Regions from separate parts of the Bicyclus anynana genome. Here region 2 is linked to region 1. The links are chromatin contacts, called in public Hi-C maps. All regions are on one chromosome and are shown on one strand. The core of a region is the stretch at or near the end of the contact, and the rest is flanking DNA. Distances in the headings are between cores, read along the strand shown.

Evidence for each region. A called contact is a pair of places that touch in the nucleus more often than the background predicts.
Region 2: a contact with region 1 is called in a Hi-C map of whole body, with 3 times the contacts expected there. The contact joins the promoter of LOC112044019 here to the enhancer-like site in region 1. A contact is called at or near these places in 2 of 2 Hi-C or Micro-C datasets (whole body and whole larva).

The regions. Positions count from the first base shown.
Region 1 is chr16:8,235,082-8,239,858 of ilBicAnyn1.1, forward strand. It overlaps LOC112056544, which reads right to left. Exons shown (of 6, transcript XM_052886064.1): 2 at 2,402-2,606; 3 at 806-1,031. The coding sequence starts at 2,572. It overlaps Trnag-ccc (transfer RNA glycine (anticodon CCC)), which reads left to right and starts at 147; the gene lies at 147-217. Within about 2 kb of position 3,525, at least 1 of the 8 cell types and tissues checked has open chromatin away from gene starts, as enhancers often do.
Region 2 is chr16:8,307,789-8,312,682 of ilBicAnyn1.1, forward strand. It overlaps LOC112044019, which reads left to right and starts at 1,552. Exons shown (of 12, transcript XM_052886228.1): 1 at 1,552-1,919.

The DNA.
Region 1 (4,777 bases), core at 2,275-4,774:
TTCATTATAATTGGATTTACTTTATGTAGTTGTTTAGTGTATTATTTTTTATATGTTGGTCTTTATTTTTTACTACAAAATTATAGTCGGTTTAAAAAACAAACTACTTCAGTCTACAATAGTAAAATTTTACGAAGCACTCGCAAGCACTGCTGGTGTAGTGGTATCATGCAAGATTCCCATTCTTGCGACCCGGGTTCGATTCCCGGGCAGTGCAATCTCTTTTGCGTTTATTTTGATATTGCTTTTTTTTGTGTTCATATTTATAGTAAACACATAACATAGAACGTCATATCCTACTAAACTTCTAGGTGACATATTTTTATTATTCAGTTAATTTATTACTAGTACTTAGTCAGGGATCCGTTGAACATTTTTTACAACGGATTACTATCAAGTTAATTTTTCGTGAGCAGCTTCACGATTAAGTTGTTTATTTACGAAAATTCTTGGTTCTGGTAGCTAACTGAGTTACCAGGAAATGAAAATTTCTGAGCGTCGGAACTAGATAATGTACCACGCAATTTGTAGGACAATTTGTGGCTGTTAAGTTGTTTAAGGATTAATTAAGCAACAGTTAAAAACATATGGTAAGCTACCCTCCTCCCAACTTGTACGAGTATCAATAGCGAGGTTATTAAAAGTTATTACTTACTAACCAGCTGTTTTCTTACTCTCACAACAACAACAACTCACAACAACAACAACAACTCAACAGTCACAATGTCTTACAAATTGCGTGGTACATTATCTCGTTTCGACGCTCGATGATTATAGTTGATCTAATAAATGATGAATATATTACCATGTTCGCCGGCCGGTAAATGTTGAGCAGTCGCTCGCGCCGCTTCCTCTAGTAAATCCTCCCTCGCCACGTCCAGTTCAAGAGTTGCCAGCCTCGGCGGCGGCTGGTCTTCAGGCGTGGCTGCCACGTGCGCTTGCAGCCAGGACTCTGCCAAACGGGCCCCCAAGCCCCCTGGACGACAACCAGCTATGACCCGCCATCCTTTGCCGCTTAGATATGTTGCTATCTGTGAAGGATATCATGTCACTTTTAATAAAATTAGAGGTTTCTAAATAAGATCTAGACTAAAACAATGTGATCATTGTAAAGTACCTATACTATAGGCTCGCCACGGATGTTTATGTTTGTGAAGTTAGCTGCGGAATGAGTATGCGCATTCGTAAAGACTGCCGTTTGTACCGTTATTGATTCATTGCGCAGTCATTTGTTGCTAACTTCACGAACACAATATCTCGTGGCGGACCCGTGACTCGTGAATGTTTTCTTTTTGTTTTTCCTTACATACGATTTTGATCAAACTAGCCTTTGCTTAATCTGGCCGGTTAAAAATCCGTTGAGTAGGATAGCACCAACAATCAGAAAATAATTTCTATAGATGAATGATTTAGCATCTTTTTGATTAGCAGCTCTGCTATTACGAGTATGATCATTGGGTTTTTAGTTTTTACTCTTCGATTTCTTGTAATAAATAGAAGATCTAAATAAGTAGCAATCCCTCATAGTGAAATTTATTCTACTAAATAAACTTATTTGTATGTAACGTAAGATAATGTTTTCTTGGCGAAGTAGGTGAGTGAAATCGTAACAAATGAAAATTGCGAGTAAAACATATCTATAGATACCGAAGAAACTTTGTTTATTTTACAAATCATTCTACTGGCGTGGGACGTTAGGATCACTTTTGATAATGATAATAATGTTTGAGAGCTCATTCTAAGAGCTACGGATTTATGAAAATGCTTTGCTAAGGATTGCTATAAAGTATTATCTAAAAAAAAAGTAATGACCGCGACTGTCGGCATGACCCAGCTCCGACTTCGAATTGCTGAGAATTTCTTGTACCTATTTAAGGCTAAATACTACATAGCCCCAAACCAAGACTTCATGATCCCTAGCCGCAATATGTTAACTATTGAATTAACGGACCAGTCGAGTATGATTATAGAGCAAATTTTGAGTCTCTTACCGGTTCTTTTCAGCAGATCCTGCCTTTCGAACTTGGAGAGTCACTACTAACAGACAAACCTAACCTTCCAAAAAAAACATAGAATCTCCTAATTTTTGGAAGTCGGTAAAAAAGTGCTTGTAAAAAAGCCATGCACCCAGTGGCGTAGCGTAACGAAATTAGTTAATTAGTTATCCCAATAAAGGGGATTCACAAAAGAAACAAAAATAAGGAACCGGGGAAAAAAACCGGGACTTTTGTCATTTCTGATGTGTCGACGAGAAGCACCAGATTAAGTGAGATTGTGGATTACATTTTACTAATTTTTGCTTTCCCCTTGTAGTCCAGGAGTCCCGTATCATTGATACGGCGGTAGCTACGACCCTGCTAGTACCTGAAATAAATAACATACATAATAATGATAACCATACCTGCAATCCAAGTGCGGAGTCAACTGACGTCACAAGCACAGTCTTCGCACTATCAACGGGCAGCACTTCTGCTACGCGGACCTTCCTCAGCAAATACAACAGCAGGGCACCGACTATGGAGCAAAGCGCAGCCAGCTGCAGACCCAGGGATAACCACGTCAGAGGATCCATTGTCTTATAGCGAGCGCATTATATGAACTGTTATCTGAAACAAATAAAGATTGAGATGAGTTTCATTATTATCATCATCCTATGTTATTTAAACGGGTACATACCACGATAAAAAGACGATATTTTTAATGTCGATATTTCGACCCAGTTGCATGGATGGTGTGCAAACCAAGAGGGCGCCGCGATACGCATAATAACAAAAGCGATGTCGTGATTGTGGTTTGCCTAAACAGCCAAAAACGCGCAACCACGAAATAAGTTTAAAATTATCATCAGCCTATTTTGACGGTCGCGTGGCAGTTAGTTCGATTAGTTCGATTCCCACAACTGGACCAGTAGTTCTTGATATTACCGCGTTCAACCAAACAAACAACTCTTCAGCTTTATATTAGTATAGATATATGAGAAAATCCGCTATCTTAGTACCCATAACACAGGATATATCTACACTTTGGGGCTAATTAGTGATGTGTGTATTGTGTATATATAGGCATCTATGATCGATATATATATAGGTATATTTAATTATTATAACAGTCCATTTCACGGCCAGGCTTTTCTTTATAGGCTTATAAGGTTATTATTTTTAACTCTTTAACGATAACTGTCAGATGCTAATAAAAATAGCCGGGATTGAAGTGCTTTTAGTCATGGTAGTATAAGTACAAACTTCCCAACTCCGGGCTGCGAATTTTTATTCGAAAATTTTGCAGACGAAAGTAAATCATAGCGCGACTCAGGACTCGAACCTATATAGGCTAACCACTTGCAATAGTGTCAAGCGTCGCTACTAGCGGGCATTACAAACCTTCCAGCCAATAATGAATGGAGACAACGTTTCGGGGTGTATTGACAATGTTTAATACTTCATGCCTTATTACGTTTCACACTGACTGTAATTGTATAAGTATTGTTCAGTTTGTTTGTCAATAGGTCTGTCCGTTGTCTGCGTTTAGTAAACAAAGCCACAATGGCCGGCATAATTCATAACCCTCGTGGATTGTAGACAATGTCGTTCTCGAGCCTCATGCAAATGAATTCGCACTTATTCGCCTCTGGGTTGCGTTGTTTAGATTAGGTTTAAGAGCTCTTAACATTTCATTTACATTTATATACTGTGTAAATTAGTTGATACGTTGGTTGGCTATGGCTACTAATCTATCTACTTATACGTACAACTCACAACATTGCCACGTTGTATGGCAATACTCTCTGACCTAAATATAGGCCAGCCTTCTTCTAGTCACGGGAGGTGTCGATTAATCGCTTTGCATTTTCTTCCTTGTGGTTATTATAAGTAAAATAAGATAAGTCTAACGAAGCGAAAAAAACCTTTGTTGCCTTAAGAAAATTCGTAAGGAAAATGTTACAAAAAAAAAGTCTTTCGTGGGCGTCGTGGGCACCCGATTCGATAAGTACTAGGTATATCAAGGTACCTATCTAAGTATAAAATTAATTATTGTTGCGAATGTCAGAAACTTTAATAACGGTCAAATTAAGTTAAACGGCAAAAAGTAACTCATTTATTATTGTTTCCGCTTGTTCTATAGGTAATGTTCTTTTTATCTACCACTTTTATCGCATCTATATAATCCACTTTACAACATAAACAAACGAAGATGAAAGCACAATCTCACTCAAGGCAACTTCCAATTTACCGTTTACGCTTGTTTTCTACAATAATTGCGGCAGTTTTTGCTATGAAAGTCCTTTTCAATGTGAAAGAAATCGAGAGTTTACTCCGACTGTTGATTTTGTTACGGTTCGTTACCGATTATTTAGCCGGCTGCCGACGCCGTAACTAAATCGCAAGTTGCTTTCATTGCCTATACAATTAGAGAAAGAAATCTTAAGACCTCAACTTTAAAGTTATTTGTATTTCTACGTTTTGCTTTGCAGACGTCTTAAAGTTGCTGCAATGTAAGTTTGTACTAATGCAAACAAACGAACTTAAACAATAATTTGCCTATATTTTGACAGGAATGTCAAAGTGATTGTAATAAAAAAAATTATTTACTTAGGTAATTAACGGAATTTTAAAACAGGCAAGTAATTTTGTTCTTCACAAACGAAACGATTACCTATGGTAATTATGAGAATTTAAAATATTTATTAACAATTAACTCCTTTTTACTTGAATACAAATTAATAATTTAATACAAGTGTAAGCTTTTACAAAGATTAAAAAGAATAATAAAATCTAGA
Region 2 (4,894 bases), core at 302-2,801, 71 kb after region 1:
ACTTCGGATTATGCGCTATCAAAATTATGAAAAATATGGATTTAGAATGCAAAACGCACAATTAAAAATGGCGAAATATGGACAATGAAAACCATTTCTGATTGGAATTTACTTTTATTTTAAAATTATAGGTAGGTAGGCTTTGCTTTGCATGTCAGCAATACTCGGGCGTATTGCTGACATGCAAAGCAAAGCAAAAGCAAAGTTTTCAGTAACATAAGTAAGTAAATGAATAAAGATTGTACTCCGATGGTGCTTTAAAACACTTTTTATGTAGAAATCAATTTGACGACATAATACAACATGCAACGCATGTATTACTATCTACTCAAATCAATGAAAAAGTTAGTACAAAAATATGACACTGTAAAAATGCAAACAAAAAAATACAAATGCATATTATCCGACGTTGTCGCTGCAGATTGTCAGATCCTGGTTCGAGATGTGAAATAGTGAGATTTTCTGATCTACAAGAAATTCGCAGTAGTGGCCCGGAAGTTCGTAATGATAAACCCACGTGACGCGGTCGGTGCATCAACCTCAACGCGCAATAAAGCAGATTAGGAATTTGAAGCTTACCAAGCTGCTGTATGGTTTTCTATTGCTTATTAGGTACAAGGTCAACCTAATCAGGCATTAGAAAACGCTGACATTTTCACATTACTGAAATTCTACTAATGAAAAATCTGAAATAGTACAAAAATAATGTAGTGACTAAAATTGAGCTTAGATATTTTAAGCATGCAGAGGATGAATGAAAGGAAAAACTAACTAAAGGGATTCATACGGCCATGTCAAACTTTCTGGAGCAAATCTGGGATTTTCTCAATAAAGGCCAGGTTAAGAGTAGGTAAAAAGGACGAACTTCATTAAAGGTCTAACGAAAATATAAGAAACAAGGGGGAATGCAAGGATGGTAGAAAGTCGAAGGACGTGGTCTAAACCTACTCCTACGATTATTAGGTGTGATGTATTGAAATCGTGTTGCAGGTACAGAACGTATCAATGTCAGTTACGGAAATTGATATGAATAACATAAGCGTGAATGAAACTTTTAGATGACTATCGTCCAAGAATTCTAAAGGACCTTTATAATTACTATTTATATACGAGTATCTGTCTTAGGGACCATAGTTGCTATTTAATTTAATAGTGTAGTTAAAAAAGCTATTTACTTTCGTTTAAAATAAGGAGCATTGTAAGAAAATCCTTAAGATTGCGGCAGTGTAACTTGAAAAACTTATTTTCATTGTGTTATGACAACAGCGCTCTCTATCGAAACAGGCTGGTATTACATCGTGCATCGCAATACGACCGTGCTCCAAGGCGTTGTAAATGTCCACATAACTGATGATTTATTTATAAAAGTTAAAATTTCTTGTCTGGAAATTGTAAATATAGATTTTTGTAGTGAAAAACATCATTCGGCTGTAAGCTTAAACTTTCCAAAGTGTTTACTTACGTACTTGTGAGTATTTTAGTTCACTCGCTCTCCGATAGATGGACGACGGTGCGCCTGTGAAGTGAGATTCAATATGGCGGCGCCATTCGTCTCTGGAACAGGGCGGGGAGAACAGTCGCCGAATTGCCACTACGACATCGACGCGTATTTTTGACGAAACATTCGTCTTCGTGAATAGAACGCGGGTGATATTGCGAAATAATCGTGTGTTTCTGTGTTAATTTATGCTGTTTGTGTTATGATTTGTGCAAAATGGTGATTTAGTGGTGTTTAACGTGCAAGGACTTTAGGGTAAGAATGTCTAGCAGTTGACATGTTTATCTGTGTCGTGTGTGAAGATTTTCCCTTCGCGTGAGGAGGTGGTGTGCGTTAGTGTGCGCGGCGGCGGCTAGTGTGCGTGCCGTGGCCGTGGTTACGCGAGGATCCAATGATGGATTGCATTTCCTGGGATGTATAGGTAAAAATCATTAGCTGTAGTTAGAGTATAATGTTAAGCCTTGCAACGATACGAACATAAGAATGGTTTCGGCAGTTACGTACCCATGTGCTTTGTTTTAAACGTAGCCAGACTTTTAAATTGTAGCGCATGTATTTTGTAAAGATGTATCCTTGAATCGATTTGTTTAAGAGCTTAGATTTCGAAACTATTGGCCTTTATTTTTTAGTTTCCTCTTAGAGTTAAGGAGGTCGTATAGACCTTGAATCGAGTCTGTTCTCTTTACAAATTGTTTTCCTTCACAAAGAACTCTGTGAAGTGTAAAACAATTACTATCCATCTCACAAGTTCATTATTTACTACATACATCTCTAAGATTCCTATAAGAATAACTGGTTTGTTTTACAGGTCAATTAACTAAATATTATCAGCAAATGAAACAACAAACGTAGAGAGCTTTTTATTAAATGTGATCCAATCGCTTGCACAAAGTCTTGGTTAAACAAATGAATCTTAATTCATTACATTCATGCAGAGTCGCGCCAGAATATGGTTCCCCTCGCTCTGTTCACTGCCTCTGGTTATCAGCTTACAAAATGACTAAAGCTGTCCCACTCGGGCAAACAACTAATCTGTATATAACCGTCTCTTTTCAGCGCATATTGCGCGTTTTTCTTCTTTTACCGCGTCATATGCCAGTGTTAAACCATGAGCACAGTTTCGAGTGTTTAAAAAGTAAAGTCGACTCAATACCGTTTCATCGTCGCGTGTAGATTCATATCCCCGATGCAGCAATTTGATCTTAATTGATTGGAAGTTCTTTGTTTAAGGGTACGGTAGGTAATACTAATAAGGGGTATGTTAAGGGCACTGCGCATCTACACAGCGCAGTCAGCCAGTCGGTACTCGGCCGCGTCGCACGTGGATTCCTTGTCGACGACCCACCGTGATTCTATTGTGTTGACAAGTGTGATAATGACTGTTATATTATAAATAGAAGTGGTAGCAAGCGATCGTTCCCACTTGTTCCGTTTGACTATTAGATTAACCACATCGTTGTTGGATAATACTGAACAGTTGGAGTAAAATCTTTGTAACTAGGTAGGTAAGTAATAAAATTCTCCTTCGGCCTTTGGATGTTTGTTATACTTCACAGGTGGATAGAGTTCCTGAATAGCCATCATTTCATAATATAATTGATTAAGTGATGATATTATTTGCATTTAAACCTAGTATTTCGTAACAATAACAATTTTTAATTTAAGGCTTTGTCAAAACACACTAGTTAAGATTTGTAAATTCCTCTATAAATTAACTTGTAGGTGCTAGTTTTACTATTTAATTGACAATAAACAAAAAGTTGTGTTTGTGTTTATATGAGACTACTCAGACGTATTAATCATCATTAAATAGAATGTTAATTAAATATATACCCAGCTTCAACTATTTTACAAATACAACTTCAGACACTATTTTCACATTTATTGTATGCTTTCATACATCAGTATTTGTATAAAAACTTACTACACTAAGAACTTTCAAGATAAGATAAATTAATTCTATTCTTCACACTTTTCTACCGTCTTATTTACTGAAAATTTCAAGATAGTTATTAACGAAACAAATAATTGTAAATGAATGAGCTTATCATATTTATTCAGTCAATGGCAATCAATATTTTATTCCTAATTAGAACATTTTAATTCTATGACTAAAGCTACAGATTCATTGGATATCTTATAACAAATAAAATTATTTATTTCATATCCAAATTATAAACAAAGTATACAACAGTGCGATTAATTTTCTTAAGCATGTAATTTTAAACTTTTGCTTAGCTCTTCATTTGTTTATGATATTTATATTAGTTCGCATTCCCAAAGGAATACGTAGAGAAAATATAGTCTATGTTTATGTTGTATGTCTATAGTCTATGTTGACATTGATATTGTAGCTTTTTACTGGTGAAAGAATTTTTCAAATCACTCCAATGGTTTTGAGTTTAACCGTTACATAAAAAAATATCCTTTCTAATATTAGCGTAGATTACATTAAACATTGAAGATATCTATGAAAATTTTAATTTACTGGCTTTTACTTATCTCGCATTTATATTATTATTGGATGACAAACAAGAACAATAAAGTAGTTTATCGATATTGTATTTTAAATATCCCTGACTGGCAAAACATACAACAATCAACATTTAAATCGAAATTGTTGTAGCTATTGTGACATTCATTAAAGATTAAGTATGCGATATCTAGTGATATAATGATTATACTAGTAAATATTAAACTCAGATTGACGTTACCAAAATAATAATCTAAGAAGTTGGTAAAACAGTAAATTCTAAAACACAAGTTTGCTTTTTTATTAAAAACGACTTCTATTTAATAAATTACTTAGATTCTATTAAAACTGTTGATAACATCGATTGCAGTAACAGTTTTAATTTCAACAATAGATTCGGTATAATAGAAATAAATTAGATTAGAAATTCATTAATGAAAGCTCCTAAGTTTGCCGCACAAATGTCGGATAAGTTTATCTCAGTTTGCAGCAGCGCTTTGGAATCCTAAAGCAATTCAGACACAGACAAACAGCGAGCAGGAGATGAGTGTTTGATTTCCAAACAAATACTTGACCCTTCTCGGACGCCACAAACCGAGAATTGGCTTGCGAACTCGCAAAATTGACATCCTAGTATTGTCACCGACATCCTTTATCGGCACCGGACGTCTAGAAACAAATATAGGGACACAAAAGAAACGCTATGTGCTACTAGAGGAGACTATTTTTTGTCCGCTGGCCAAGATAGCGGCTAGCTGCTGTTAAATGAAATTGTTTTAGTTTTGTTTTTAATTGCTGCTTTTAAACATACTTTGGCTCTATTTTTGTAAAAAGACAAATTTGATTTTCATTGTGTCTGGATTAGCGACATACTAACTATGATTCTAATTGTTATTGGTTCGAATGTTTGATAATGGTGAGAC